3 separate regions of the Hordeum vulgare genome follow, and regions 1 and 3 are each linked to region 2. A link is a contact called in public Hi-C data. All regions are on one chromosome and are shown on one strand. The core of a region is the stretch at or near the end of the contact, and the rest is flanking DNA. Distances in the headings are between cores, read along the strand shown.

Region 1 (4,383 bases), core at 619-3,118, 300 kb before region 2:
TTCCCATGTGGCATGATGTGCATGTCTCAATTGATTCAAAATCAAGTTAGTCCAAACGATTCATCTGCATGGAGTTTCTTCATGTGTTTACACCAATAGGCATGGTTCGTATGTCTCAATTGATTCAAAAACGAGTGAGTCCAAAGATCCATCAGTATGGAGCTTCTTCATGCATTTTACACCAATATGACTAAAGTGTCAGTTTGTGACAGCCCCAATGCAATTCTTCCCCCTTTTTGTTATCTTTCCTTGGTTGGCAACCTTTATATGGTATTATATGTGGTGCGAGCCCATCATTGTGTCTTCATTCCATGTGCATTAGATATCATGCATGGCATCACCCTTTGTCTTGTCTTGTTGTCTTGTGTTGCACCTTTGGTGATTGAAAGTGTGAGTGCCTTGTTAGTGTGGCATTGTGTTGATTGTGTGATGAGAGTGGGTGCAACAAGAGCCACTTTAAAACCCTTGTTGCACCATGACCATAAAACCCTTCCCTCTCTTTTCAATTTATTGTGGTTGTTTTAAAGTTTCTTTTTGGCCCACTAAAAATGTTCATCTCCTTTGAAAATCCTTTCAAATATTTGTGGGTGGCAACACTCACCTATTTGAATTTATTTTTCCTTTGTTCTTATTTTAAAAAAGACCCAATTTCAAATAAAAAAAATTATTTTTATTTACCCTAAAATGTCCCATCTGTTTTTATAAATAGGAGGAACATTTTAGAAGAATAGTTTCATTTTTAGTTTTATTGTTTTTTCTATTTTGCCACCCTGGTTTTTATTTCAAAATCTTATTTGGTTTTATTTAGAAAGTTAGATTGTGTTTGTTTTAGAGAGAGATGAGAGAGCAGAGTGGGCTTCCTAGCCCATCTCCTTTATCTCTCGCGAGCCCACCTCCCTCTCCTTTCTGTGACACCGTTTTCTTCTTCCCCCCTTTTCGTCAGGCAGCGGAGATGTGTGAGAGCGAGGTGCCGCCGTGACACCCGACGGATGTCGAGGTCCGTCTCCCGTCGCAAGCCCCTTTGGCATGCCTAGGGTTCCGCGCTCCCCTCCAGCCGCCGCCATCTCCCTCTCCCCTCCTTCCTCTTCCTCCCCACGGTAAGTTTCAGAGAGGGTTCAGGTTTCAGAGAGCAGGGGAGCATCGCGTCGTCCCCGCCTTCTCCTTCATCGCTGTCAGCCTCTCCGCAGCGTCCGAGGCGCCCACGAGGGAGCTGGCACCATCCTCGTCCCGTTCCCGTGCTAGGAGAGGCTAAGCCCCCTCCGTGGCGTCGGCCCCGTTGTCGTTCGCCGACGCGGAAGCCTCGCTGCAACAGCTCCGCCATGGAGCCTTATCGCCCTGTTCTTCCCCTCCCGCGCCCGGTCGCCTCCCCTACGTGCCAGTGGGTGAGGCAGCTTCGTCCTCTTCCCCTCCCGCGTGCTCTATCCCTCTCCATCGCGTAGTCATCGCCTCTGGAGTGCTCTGCCATGGCCGGAAGCACCAAGCTTCTAGCGCCACCAGCAGGTTCCCCTTCCGCCGCGTTAGCCCCGGGAATGGAACCCCCTAGGACCCCGCAACCCCCACCGGAGGCCATCCCCGCCGTTGGTGGCCCGTGTGCTCGCCGGCGATCGCCTCTGTTTCGGTCGGCGGACTTGCAGTGCACCGCAAAGGGGCGTGCTCAAAACAAGCAAGACCCCCTCTCTGTTCAGATCCCCCTACTAGCCCAGTGGTTCCAGCGCTGCGTCTCGACCCCGTGGTCGTGGCTTTGAATCCCGCCGGTGCCCCCCTTTTTATTTCATTTTTCCTACCTGTTGCGAGTAGCAGTGGGGCTATCTTAGTTGGATAGCCCCCCTCTGTGATCAGATTCGAGGTTGTAGCGTAGTGGTGTGGTGCCGTGAGTGTGTGCGTGAGGTGCAGGGTTCGACCCCCCACCTGCACCTTTTTTTTTGTGTGGTCTGTGTGTGTGTGTGTGAGTGCAGGGCCATTTCTTTTTCTTTTGTGTGGTCTGTGTGTGTGTGTGACTGCAGGGGATCCCATGTGGCCATGTGTGGGATCCCATGTGCCATGTGTGTGCAGCTGTGTGTGTGGGGTTGTGTGTGTGTGTGTTGTGGGGCATGGCCCACTTGCAAACACCCACTAGGGGCCCTGGTGCAATGACCAGTGGGTCCCATGCCTTATTTTTGTGTGTGTGTTTTGAGTTGTTTTCCATTTTAGATATAGTTCAAATAGGGATATAGCCAAATTTGGCCTATGACAAATTAGAAAGTTTTGGCTTATAGATGTATTAGACCTATGTGCATTTCTCTTCTTATTTGTGGCTGTTATATTACCTTTTGTGGATTAATTCCAGAAGTGGGAATTGCCTAATATGGTTTATACTAGATATGGCAGGGCAAGGACAGCTCCTGTTCTTGGCAGAGTTAGTTTAAATCTTGTGTAGCATTTCTTTTGTTGTTTGTGGCGTTTTTTTGCATGCCTATATAGCAGTGTAATATATGGATTTGGGGTAGCAGAACCCAAGGAATCCAATGGTGGCATTGGATTCCAGATTTGAGCAGTTCTCCACAAGTGTCACTTTGTGATGAGGTGGCACTTTTTTACCTATGTAGGTTGGTTTAAGTGCATAATTAGGGGTTGAGCATCCATGCATCATATTAGGTAGTGCATCATGTTGTGCTTGTGCTGTGGTGTATATCGTGTGTTGATTCTTGTTGTTCCGGATTGTTTCTCCTTGATAGAGTTCCGCAAGCAAGTCGGAATGTGAGGACCCGTTCGACTACGTCGGTTCGTCTGCTTCACGGATTCGTTCTTCTTCCAAGCGGGATCTCAGGCAAGATGATCATTTCCCTAGATACCATTACTATCATTGCCATGCTAGTTGTCGTTTCTTTCAATATGTCTTGTTGCCTACCACCTGTTAAATGTAAGCCTCTCAACATTGCCATGAAACCTTCAACCTGTTCACAACCTAGCAAACCACTGATTAGGTATGTTACTGCTTGTTTAACCATATGTTACGTTGCTAGTTGTAGGTGCAGTTGTTTCCATGTGATAACATGGGTTCCTTGTCTTATCACCTTATTAATTGCTATTTAATTTAATTGACCTATATACTTGGTTAAAGGTGGAAGGCTCGGCTTTCTAGCCTGGTGTTTTGTTCCACCTTTGTCGCCTTAGTTTCGGCTACCGGTGTTATGTTCCATAATTGAGCGCTTCTAACACGATTAGGGTTGTTATGGGGACCCCCTTGATAAATCGTTTTAGATTAAGACTGGTCTAGCAATGCCCAACTTTGGTACTACATTTTCCTAATAACTAATGAACCACATAGGGAGTAATTAACCCGAGGAAAATTAATCAACCCCCGGGCCAGTGCTCCTCATGTGTGTTGGTCCAACCTAGAGCACTATGCGGGGCCAACCCAGGGCAACTTGGGTGATTTCTATCAGGCCACCATACGCGTCGCTTATCCATCGTGTCCTGAGAACTAGATACGCGGCTCCTATCGGGATCGTCGACACGTCGGGTGGCCTTGCTAGATTAGTTTTACCTTTGACGAAATATCTTGTGCATCGTGATTCCGGTGATGCTTTGGGATTTGCCACAGTTGAGGTTTTCCACTAAGTAATCCGACGAAGTTACAAGTTTCATGATCGAGGCTTTCTATGCGGCTTGTGGTAATTTATGATGGACTAGTTGGAGCACCCCTGCAGGGTTAAATCTTTCGGAAAACCGTGCCCGCGGTTATGTGGCAACATGGAAACTTCGTTTAACATCCGGTTCTAGATAACTTGAAGTTAACTTAATTAAAACTTGCCAACTACGTGCATAACCATGACTGTCTCTTTCGTGAGCTCCTTCTCCGATCGAGGACACGGTGGGGTTATCTCTGACGTAAGTAGGTGTTCTAGATCATTCATTTGATCACCAGTAGTTCACGTCCGGTATGCGTAGATCATCTCCCTTTTATTCTGGTACTCGTAAGTTAGCCACCTCAATTAAATTCTTAGCCACTTGTTGTAGCCTCACCAATTAACCATTCCTCACCCATTAAGCTTGCCTAGTCTTGATACCTTTGGAAATGAGATTGCTGAGTCCTCTGTGGCTCACAGATTACTACAACACCAGTTGCAGGTACATGTAAGGTGATATTATGACGCGAGCGCGGTGATTGTTCATTTGGAGTTTCTTCTTCTTCTTCATCGATCTAGGATGGGTTCCAGGCCGGCAACCTAGGATAACAAGGATGGACGTCATTCTTTTATTGTTTGTTTTCGTGGGTAGACGGACCCTGCTCTTCTTCATGATGATTGTATGAAATATACTGATGTGACTGTGATGTAGCTTGTGGCTAGTGTAAGCCAATTCCATATTTACTCATCTTTTCAGTGCATGTACTTGGAACGA
Region 2 (4,646 bases), core at 568-3,067:
TGCCAAAATGCAGAAAAGTGTTAGAAAAGATGTGCAGCGTGCATTTGGTGCTTCAGTCTTGATGGGGTTTCTTTCAAAACCCTGCATCGACATCGAGCAGTCAAAAGCTTTGAAAAGGTTATGTCTGCTTGTGTGATCATGCGCAAAATAATCGTCGAGGATGGACGTGGTGGCAGCATCTACGACCAAGAGTTTGATTTTCAGGATGAGAATGTTGAGCCTGAGCACCCACCTCCTGCAACCTTTGGACAATTTATCCAATTTTATCGTAACATGCATGATCGAAACATTCATACGCAGCTGCAAGATGACTTAATTGAGCACATGTGAGATCACATTGGCAATCAATAGACCTATGGGTTTAATCTCTCTTCGTGTGCACAAACTTTAAGTGATTTTATAAGACTATTTGATATATTTTTATTTTTATTAAATTGTAATAGAAGACTATTTCGAACATTAAACTATTTGCTATGTTTGATTTGAACTACTTTTGATATGCTTGATTATTGTATTGGGTCTTTGACAGGCAAGATGGGGCAAAAGATGCGGCCCCATGCCGGGCGACTGGTCGGTGAAAACCCAAATTCAGTCGAACACGATCTCATTACCATCCGGAAACTAAGTAAATCTGGATGAAACGGACATTTGTTTGGGTTATGCGTTGGAGTTGTCCTTGATGCTGGTCCGCTGAGCAAAACTAGGAGTAGTCGATGAGTGCGCATGCATTGATAATTGATTTGTAAACTTGCTATCTTGAGCGCTGGCTATTGCCAATTTTGACAATGGATCGCGGGCTAGCTCACGCATCTCGTCTACAAGTAGCTGGCTGGTGTTTGTCCCTATCCCTGCTACAGAAAGTGGCATGTCCTTCCTACGCACGCCGCGCGCGCGATCGCTCGGCGATCCCGGCGACGTCGACGTCCCGCTGCGCTGCCAATACAGACGGTGCGTGCGACGGCGCATCATCAATTTGACCGGTGCGGTGTTCCGGCCGCGCGCCAGCGCCTCCGCTCCGCTCGCGGGCTTCCGTTGACCCCGGCGCACTAGTAAATCACGGCGCCACAGACATCTTGGACAGATCATCCCCGCGATCCAACGTACGCAAAGCACCCACAGACTTGCAGAGTTCGTGCATCGTGATCGATCTTTAAACGCCTGTATAATGGAAGCATATACCTGAAGCAAAGCGGTCATGCTAGTTCTGACGAACGTGCACGTTGAGCAACGTCGTCCTTCCAGAGGCATTGACATAATTTATACACATGGATGTTCACACTCCGAAAAAACCCTGACCAGGAAGGTGCGGATTCAGCATCAGAAACCGGTGTGGTGCGTCTGATTCATGGCCGAGTCATCAGCAGATAACGATCCCAGTTCGTGGCGTATCGCTGGCGAACCTCCGATGCTAGTAATTGTCACCGCCTGCCCGCTCAATTACTACTTTCTGCAACAACGGAACGGAACGGATAACACCGACAGCCGTTAATCAGTTCCCCTAGATCCTGGCGCGTGTGGGTGAGACACGCGTCGCAGACGGACGGCGATCCACGAGCTCACTCACACTGAAACGGAGCAACGTTCACAGCTGCGGCGCATTCATGGCGGTATCTCTTTCCAGGAAATCGGGCAGCTGGATTGAGGTGTATATCCACAACCGCAATTACTCGTTATACAAAATCTGAAAAAAGGGAAAGAAAAGCTAACGTCACGTTGGGCCGAGCTTTTTGCAGTCCAACCCTCGGACTTGCCCACCTCTCCGATGGAGCCACACCCTTCTCCAGCCTATAAATTGATGCTCGCTCCGCCTCCATTTCATCCTCCCTCTCTCATCTTCCTCCTCCACGTTCTCTCGTCGTGCCTCCACCTGCTTCTCTTTCTGCAGCCTAAACCTGTGCGCCACACACAACTCTTCTTCAAGAGCCTGTGAATCTCTAGAGGCATTGAGTCCGTCTTGAGTTGTTGTTAGTGTCGCCTTGGTCTTCTGTTTTTCGCTTTCGTGCCGATCCACTCCGGTGCTGTTGGGCGGCGGTCACGATGGCCGGCGGCGCGGTTGTGAACACCGGAGGGGGGAAGGACTACCCCGGCAAGCTCACCATGTTCGTGCTCTTCGCCTGCATCGTCGCCGCCACCGGCGGCCTCATCTTCGGATATGACATAGGCATCTCCGGTACGTCCATGTCCACCGCTCTATTTTCGTAGTAATTTTCATCATGATTACAGAGAAGTGGCGCTCGACGTGCTAAATTTTGTTTGCATCCATCGTTTCATTTCATCATGGAAATTTTGTTTGCATCCGGCATGCTGTGTTCCACCGTCCACCTACCAACATGCATAATTTTCGGCATTGTTTATGCACATGGAAACAAATCCGTGATATTCCATTCCATTTATTTATCCCACTACCCACCGGGTTCTTGCCAAGCCGCCATGAATCTTTTCATGTATCTCTCACCTCGCATTCTTTCCGATAGGCAAGCTCTAATATTCTCCTAGTATTTCTCTCACGCGCATCATCATCATCCTCGTCCTCGGAGATGTGCATGCAGAAACTTTAAAGCGAAATCATCGACAAAGGAAACTAATTAATTCTTTCTAATGGCTACCACCAGGTGGCGTGACCTCGATGAACCCCTTCCTGATGAAGTTCTTTCCGGGCGTGTACCACAAGGAGCAGGAGGCAGAGCGGAACCAGAGCAACCAGTACTGCAAGTTCGACAGCCAGCTGCTCACCATGTTCACCTCCTCGCTCTACCTCGCCGCGCTCGTCGCTTCCTTCTTCGCCGCCACCGTCAGCCGCGTCGCCGGCCGCAAGTGGTCCATGTTCGCCGGCGGGGTCACCTTCCTCGTCGGCGCCGCGCTCAACGGCGCCGCCAAGAACGTCCTCATGCTCATCCTCGGACGCGTCCTGCTCGGCATCGGGGTCGGCTTCGCCAACCAGGTATGCTTCTGCTGCTGATTCATAGATACATACTACGACGAATTGATGACCTGGGTCGTCACTGTTTCTTTGACTTTGTTTGTGACGTTTCTTTGACGCTCCATTTTTCTTCTGTCATTGACTCTCTTCTACGTACTATAGCTTGAGGAAAACTGCAAAAATTTCAGACCTTGCTTGAACTTGAAGTTACTTGTATTTACAGTTTGGCTGATGATGTTTTTTACTGCTTGCATTGGACAGTCGGTGCCGGTGTACCTGTCGGAGATGGCGCCGGCGAGGCTGAGGGGGATGCTCAACATTGGGTTCCAGCTGATGGTCACGATCGGCATCCTGTGCGCGAACCTGATCAACTACGGGACGTCCAAGATCAAGGGCGGGTGGGGCTGGCGCGTGAGCCTCGCCCTGGCCGCGGTACCGGCCGGAATCATCGCCATCGGCGCGCTCTTCCTCCCCGACACCCCCAACTCCCTCATCGACCGCGGCTACACCGACGATGCCAAGAAGATGCTCCGGCGCGTGCGCGGCACGGACGACGTCGAGGAGGAGTACAGCGACCTGGTGGCCGCCAGCGATGAGTCCAAGCTCGTGAGCCACCCGTGGCGCAACATCCTCCAGCGCCGCTACCGGCCGCAGCTCACCTTCGCGATCGCCATCCCCTTCTTCCAGCAGCTCACCGGCATCAACGTCATCATGTTCTACGCGCCCGTGCTCTTCAAGACGCTCGGGTTCGCCGACGACGCGTCCCTCATGTCCGCCGTCATCACCGGCCTCGTCAACGTCTTCGCCACCTTCGTGTCCATCGTGACCGTGGACCGCCTGGGCCGCCGCAAGCTCTTCCTGCAGGGCGGCACCCAGATGCTGGCCTGCCAGATCGTGGTCGGCAGCCTGATCGGCGCCAAGTTCGGGTTCACCGGCGTGGCGGACATCCCCAGGGGGTACGCGGCGTTCGTGGTGTTCTTCATCTGCGCGTACGTGGCCGGGTTCGCATGGTCCTGGGGCCCGCTCGGGTGGCTCGTCCCCAGCGAGATCTTCCCGCTGGAGATCAGGTCGGCGGGGCAGAGCATCACGGTGTCGATGAACATGCTGTGCACCTTCATCATCGCGCAGGCGTTCCTCCCCATGCTCTGCCGCTTCAAGTTCATGCTCTTCTTCTTCTTCGGGGCGTGGGTGATCGTCATGACCCTCTTCGTCGCATTCTTCCTGCCGGAGACCAAGAACGTGCCCATCGAGGAGATGGTGCTCGTGTGGAAGGCGCACTGGTACTGGGGCCGCTTCATCCGCGACGAGGACGTGCACGTCGGCGCCGACGTCGAGATGCGCTCCAACGGCAACGGCAAGATCCAGGCTGCCAAGCTCCCGTGACGTGGAAACATCGTCGCTGGACAATAAGCTGTTACCATCCGAGGCCGAGGACTTTTTTAGTCCTGACTTGATTTTTCATTTGTCATCTTCTGTATTATAATTGTCATACGTAGGATGATGACGAACAATCAGTGCGTCACTAATTATTCCACATTTCCTTTTCTTTTTATACTAGTATTAAGTTTGGGCTCCTTTTGTGCCCGGATATATACTCTGGTGCCGTGGTGGCTTTGGGCCAAAGATGAATATAGATGCTGGTCGAATGAAATTCCTTGTCTGTGTCCGCTCTGAAGTAACAAGATTTTAAATATAAAATCTTTTAAAGATTTTATAATAAACTACA
Region 3 (4,822 bases), core at 398-2,897, 360 kb before region 2:
GTTAAGAACCCAAACATAGAAGCCACCTGGGCAAAAACTTTCGAGGTACACCATTTAGGTGGGATACCTTCAATCAAGACCCAAGCTTCCACTAATTCTCTAGAAGGATCACAAGCACCTTTCCATTTAGTCATCTTAACAACAACATCTTGAGGGAGGCAGAAACCTAGTAACTCAATCAGATCCTCAACTTTCTTTCAAGGTGGAAATCTAACCAGGAAGGTTTTGTGGGATATCTCCCTGATCTGCCATGGCCATTGCTTTGACTTACACAAAGTATCAGTCAAAAGACTTAGTAGCAGATCCTTGTCCACATCCCCCTTGGTAATATTCACCACATCACAATTATGGAAATTAAGCGAGTTAGATTCATTAGCAACATGCACATCTACATGGTAAAAACCAAGCCCTCTTGCTCCACTACCCAAAAAGGAAGCAGTTGATTGGATCTTGGTCAAGGCAACATAGTTGTTAACATTATGATTCTACTGATAGAGAAAACACAATTTCGGCTTGACACAATTACCAACATAGTGACGAGGACCCCAGAGTTAAAGCATATCATGTCCTTGTACCTGGGATCAAGCGGCTGCTCCAACTCCACCTCCTGAGCCTGTGAGGATTGGACTTGAGACGGAGTGGCAGTGGAAGCAGTAGATTTGGCGGGCCTTGGAGCAGGGACAGACTCCTTGGCAGCCACCGAGACTGTCTTGCTCGCACCAGCAGAGTTGACCTTCTGCGCGACAGCCTTAGCAGGACGAGTCGCCCCAGGGCCAGAGCTTCCACCACGGCAATCCGCCATCTAAGCACCCTTTTTGACAATATCCACAAACAAGGAAGAACTAGGGCCTATACCTTCACGCACCAGATTGATAAATTTAGGGGGTGGATCAGAGGGGCGGCGAACAACAGGGTGGCAATCAACATCAGTGAACGAGGCGGAATTTACAAGATCCTTACGGATCCAGAAAAGCATCTCAGAGGAGTGCCCAACACCCTTAGTTTCGGATGGAGGAAGTGGACGACAACGACGGAGGGGAGAGGGAACGAGCCAGAGCTGGCTGAAGTGTTCCTCTACTTCTAGGCCTTCCACGGGAGAACGCGCATTCCTACAACCCGCTTTCTTACCAAGGAGCGGGCATGAAAAGTGGGTCCCCTTTGTAAGTTGGAAAGAAGTGGAGAAATCTCACCCCTCACCAATGTAACATCCCCACCGACGACCACCACCGTCGGCAAATGATCCCCACCAATCAAGCCTTCTGACGACCCAGCAAAAGGATGAATTGGATCCACAACCGTAGAAACGGCATTCACCTCGGCGGGATTAACAAATTGCTGAGAGGAACCCCTCAAATTTTCACCACCAATTTTTTTATAGCAAAATTCCAAGAATCTCTACCGCATCTAGCACGGAACGCAAGCAATCTAGTCTTAAAAGAGGGGAGAAGACGAATAGGATCCATGCCTCCATCATCAGGCCAAGGAGAGCCCGCCGACGTTGACGAAACAGGGCGGGATCAGAAGTTGGCGCGGGGGAAGCACCCCCGACGGTAGCATTTCCGGCAGGATCCTGGTAAGGGCGTCCACCCGCGACGGACGGATGTTGAAACATGAGGGATTGCCATCAGGTAGAACGCCCACCGTGCCGCTTGCACCGGATCGGACGACTCGGCCTCGTGGGTGGCCCAGAAAAGGAGCTCCACATCCATGCACCGGTCATCCCCCGTGAATCGACAGGACTCGACGAAAGTCACGTATCAGATGATTCTGATGTGGATCTACAACCACTCTCGATGTTTATCGGATGATTTCGACGTGAAAGTCGAGTTGGTCTCCTAATGTTTGAGATGTGTTTGTTTGGTGTCCGACGGCTGCTGTAACAAAGACGAGGTGCCGGATTTGGACCTCTTTGTTCATGAATTGCTGTGCGATCGGCAGTTAATAAGACCATCGCAATGGTAAGCGAAATCTATCTACTCCAGGGCTGAGTTGGTAGCCAACCCGCCCCCACCTCCGCCGCCCCTGACCCCTCCCCTGCCGCCGCCGCCCCGCCCACGCAGGCGATTCTCGCCGGCCTCAACGCCGGATCGCACACTGTCTGGCCGGATCGCCCCGCTGCCACCACACTCCTAAGCCGCGGTAACCTTCATTTATTCCTACTGCTCATTAGTGTTTGTTTTGGATCTTAGTTTGGATTAGATTAGAGGTGATATTACCCATGCCGATTTTACTGCCAAATTTCAGCTAAGTAGTTCCGTTCCCATATCTCTTCCTTCCACAGACCACCGACCACCGTCAATGGCACATGATTTGCCGATTGGATGGGAGCCGTGGACGGCACCGGCGTTGGAGGACCTGCTCCCACGACTCTGCACAACTATTTGCGCGAGCTGCCGCGTATCCCCCCGGGCTCTAGTGTTATATTTCTGTAGCAACTCCACCAAATTAAAAATGATTAGCAAGAAATAGGTATAGATTAACTGTTGCATGCTGTTAAGAAATTGGGAATACATCAAACTTTCCTGCACTGCGGTTCCTAGCTTGCTTTGGTGCTTTAGGAATCAGCCCTGTAAAATCTAGAATCAACAAAGCCGCAGATTGCTACTAGACCTAGAAGAAAGCACTAATTAACTTAAAAGATCTTATGCTGTATTGTGTGTTAAAGACTACAATTAAGTTTGATTACACACAATAATCCAGTTGGCACATAGCATAGTTCTAATTCTAATTTATGAATCGAAAGAAAGTTTTCCTTTGAGAGTTGCGACCCAAACAAAGTGCCATCCCGTTTTGATGAAGTAGCTTTGGGTTTCAAATGAAGAACTGCTGTCTCTTCAGCATGGAAACTGTTCATATTAACTCTGCTTTGTTGGCCTGTGTCTATGTTGTAACGCCAGCTTGTATGAGTATAACTGCAGTTAGTGAACTGATGGAGCCTTGTATTTTTTTTTCATACACGAGTTGAACAAATAATTAATCAATCAAACATTCAAACTTCTCCAATTGCGTTGGATGCAGGGAGCGTGACTTCATGATGATTCACCATGTCCGCTACGCTCTCCACAATTACAATGCCAGACACCCGGTATGCATGTCCAGTTCACTTCATTCAAGTTGGAATTCATGTTGGAGTCCTTGACAATTTCATCGCAATTGGTTCCTGCTGCCTCGAGCTGCATGGCATGACAGGAATGACCAATCTCTGCCTGCCTGCCTGCCTGCAGGGTAAATAGTTTGATGCTGTGAAGCCTCTGATGGTTGCCGGAGCGTTTTCCAGGGGCCAGGTGTGGTATCACCTCAACTTCTGGGCTTGCTGCCGCAAGACCAAAAAGATCAAGCGCTTCTTTGCTGAGGTGCATTACAAGACAGCGTTCAGCGCTCTCACCAGCCACCACCGGTTCAAGGAGCTGAGAAGCCACCCAGCAGCACTAGCAGCAGCTCTGTTTACTGGGACCTGCCACCACCAGTCCCAGGAGAAGCCACCCAGCAGCAGCAGCAGCACTGTCTGCTCGGACCTGCCACCACCAGTCCGAGGAGATGAGAAGCCACCCAGCAGCAGAAGCTCTGTCTGCTTGGACCTGCCACCGCCAGTCCCAGGAGCTGAGAAGCCACCCGTCACCAGCTCCGTCTTCTCGCTGCTGTCACCACCAGTCCAAGGAGCTGAGAAGCCCAGCAGCAATAGCTGGCACCCTATTCCCATCGTTGAAACATGCACCATCCATGCTTGTCACCACCAGTCCAAGGAGAATTCTGTATCCATGCTTGTATATGAACTTAATTCTTTCTTTCCTGTTAGCTGGTTGGCCTGATATGATTGATGCATGGTTGTAGAAGAGCCTCTTGGACGGTACTGGAAGACCTGCGCATTCTGTCCTGGTCACCTAGGCATTTTGCACCCAAAGGGTCGCAAGTTTGTCTGTGGGAATGACAAGGACAGGATGGTACAAGGGATCCAGGCGTGCGGCAATTCAGGGATCGTGATGCCATTCACTTGCCACATGGGCCTGGACTCTAACAATGGGCATGCATGAGTAGGAAGAAGAATACTAGAGGGAGTTCTCTAACAATGGGCATGCATGAGTAGGAAGAAGAATACTAGAGAGAGTTCTCAACTGGCGTCCCTTTGACGCTGGAGAAGAGAAGAAGAGAAAAGGATACTCTCTCGCATTGCTGTGGACAATCAAGTCTTGGTGCTAGCAAAATGAATTTTTGTCTTGAACAATGCACTTTAGCAGTCGTCAATCTTAATTCCTTGTGCAGAACTTGTTTATATGTTGATGCACACTATTCCACAACTATTGAGATTCAGTTTTCCTGAACTTGTTTATACTTATGAATGTGATTTTTTTTTTGCTGGAATTATGAATGTGATGTTGATGTGTGCATGTGTGTGTGTGTCTGATCTCCAGGTGTGCTCTTGTATGTATTGGCTTTGTTCGGATGATGTTTTTTCGACCAGTTCTTAGCTCGATAATGCTTCTTTCCTGCAACACAATCCCTCTTGCAACAATTGTTTTCGGGGGAAATGTTTTCTTGGCGATTCTTGCCAGGATTGCATGTGTTTAAATCCGACTTGCACTGAATCCATTAGTTGCTTAATTTTGACTGGGGGTGCAGGTTTAGATGCTTTTTTTTCGTGAAATAATTTTGACATACGTGGTTGCAGGTTAACGTGCATTTTTCTCATGAAAAAGCCAAAGCTTTTCATGGACAGGAAAAGAGTTATATGTACAAGCTTAGAAAGCCGCACCATACACACAACGGTCTCCTAATAAGAGTTGCTTAATACGAGTTGTTCCTCTTCGAGGTTCCGAGTCTCCTA

What was found. Hi-C and Micro-C count contacts between places; a contact is called where the count stands out from the background.
Region 1: a contact with region 2 is called in a Hi-C map of leaf, with 5 times the contacts expected there. The contact joins the enhancer-like site here to the promoter of LOC123425709 in region 2. A contact is called at or near these places in 1 of 6 Hi-C or Micro-C datasets (leaf) and 1 of 1 datasets of contacts at active chromatin or transcription factors (embryo).
Region 3: a Hi-C map of leaf shows a contact between it and region 2, with 4 times the contacts expected there. The contact joins the enhancer-like site here to the promoter of LOC123425709 in region 2. A contact is called at or near these places in 2 of 6 Hi-C or Micro-C datasets (leaf and seedling).

What each region holds. Positions count from the first base shown.
Region 1 is chr2H:169,785,738-169,790,120 of MorexV3_pseudomolecules_assembly, forward strand. No RefSeq gene overlaps it. Among protein-coding and RNA genes, the nearest start is that of LOC123425708, 120 kb to the left of the region's middle. Within about 2 kb of position 1,869, at least 3 of the 3 cell types and tissues checked have open chromatin away from gene starts, as enhancers often do. A contact at or near this core is called in leaf, where this site is marked.
Region 2 is chr2H:170,088,827-170,093,472 of MorexV3_pseudomolecules_assembly, forward strand. LOC123425709 (sugar transport protein MST6) reads left to right here and starts at 1,818. Exons shown (of 3, transcript XM_045109421.1): 1 at 1,818-2,170; 2 at 2,613-2,941; 3 at 3,182-4,574. The coding sequence starts at 2,038. The coding sequence ends at 4,303.
Region 3 is chr2H:169,731,229-169,736,050 of MorexV3_pseudomolecules_assembly, forward strand. It overlaps the pseudogene LOC123426011. Among protein-coding and RNA genes, the nearest start is that of LOC123425708, 64 kb to the left of the region's middle. Within about 2 kb of position 1,648, at least 1 of the 3 cell types and tissues checked has open chromatin away from gene starts, as enhancers often do. A contact at or near this core is called in leaf, where this site is marked.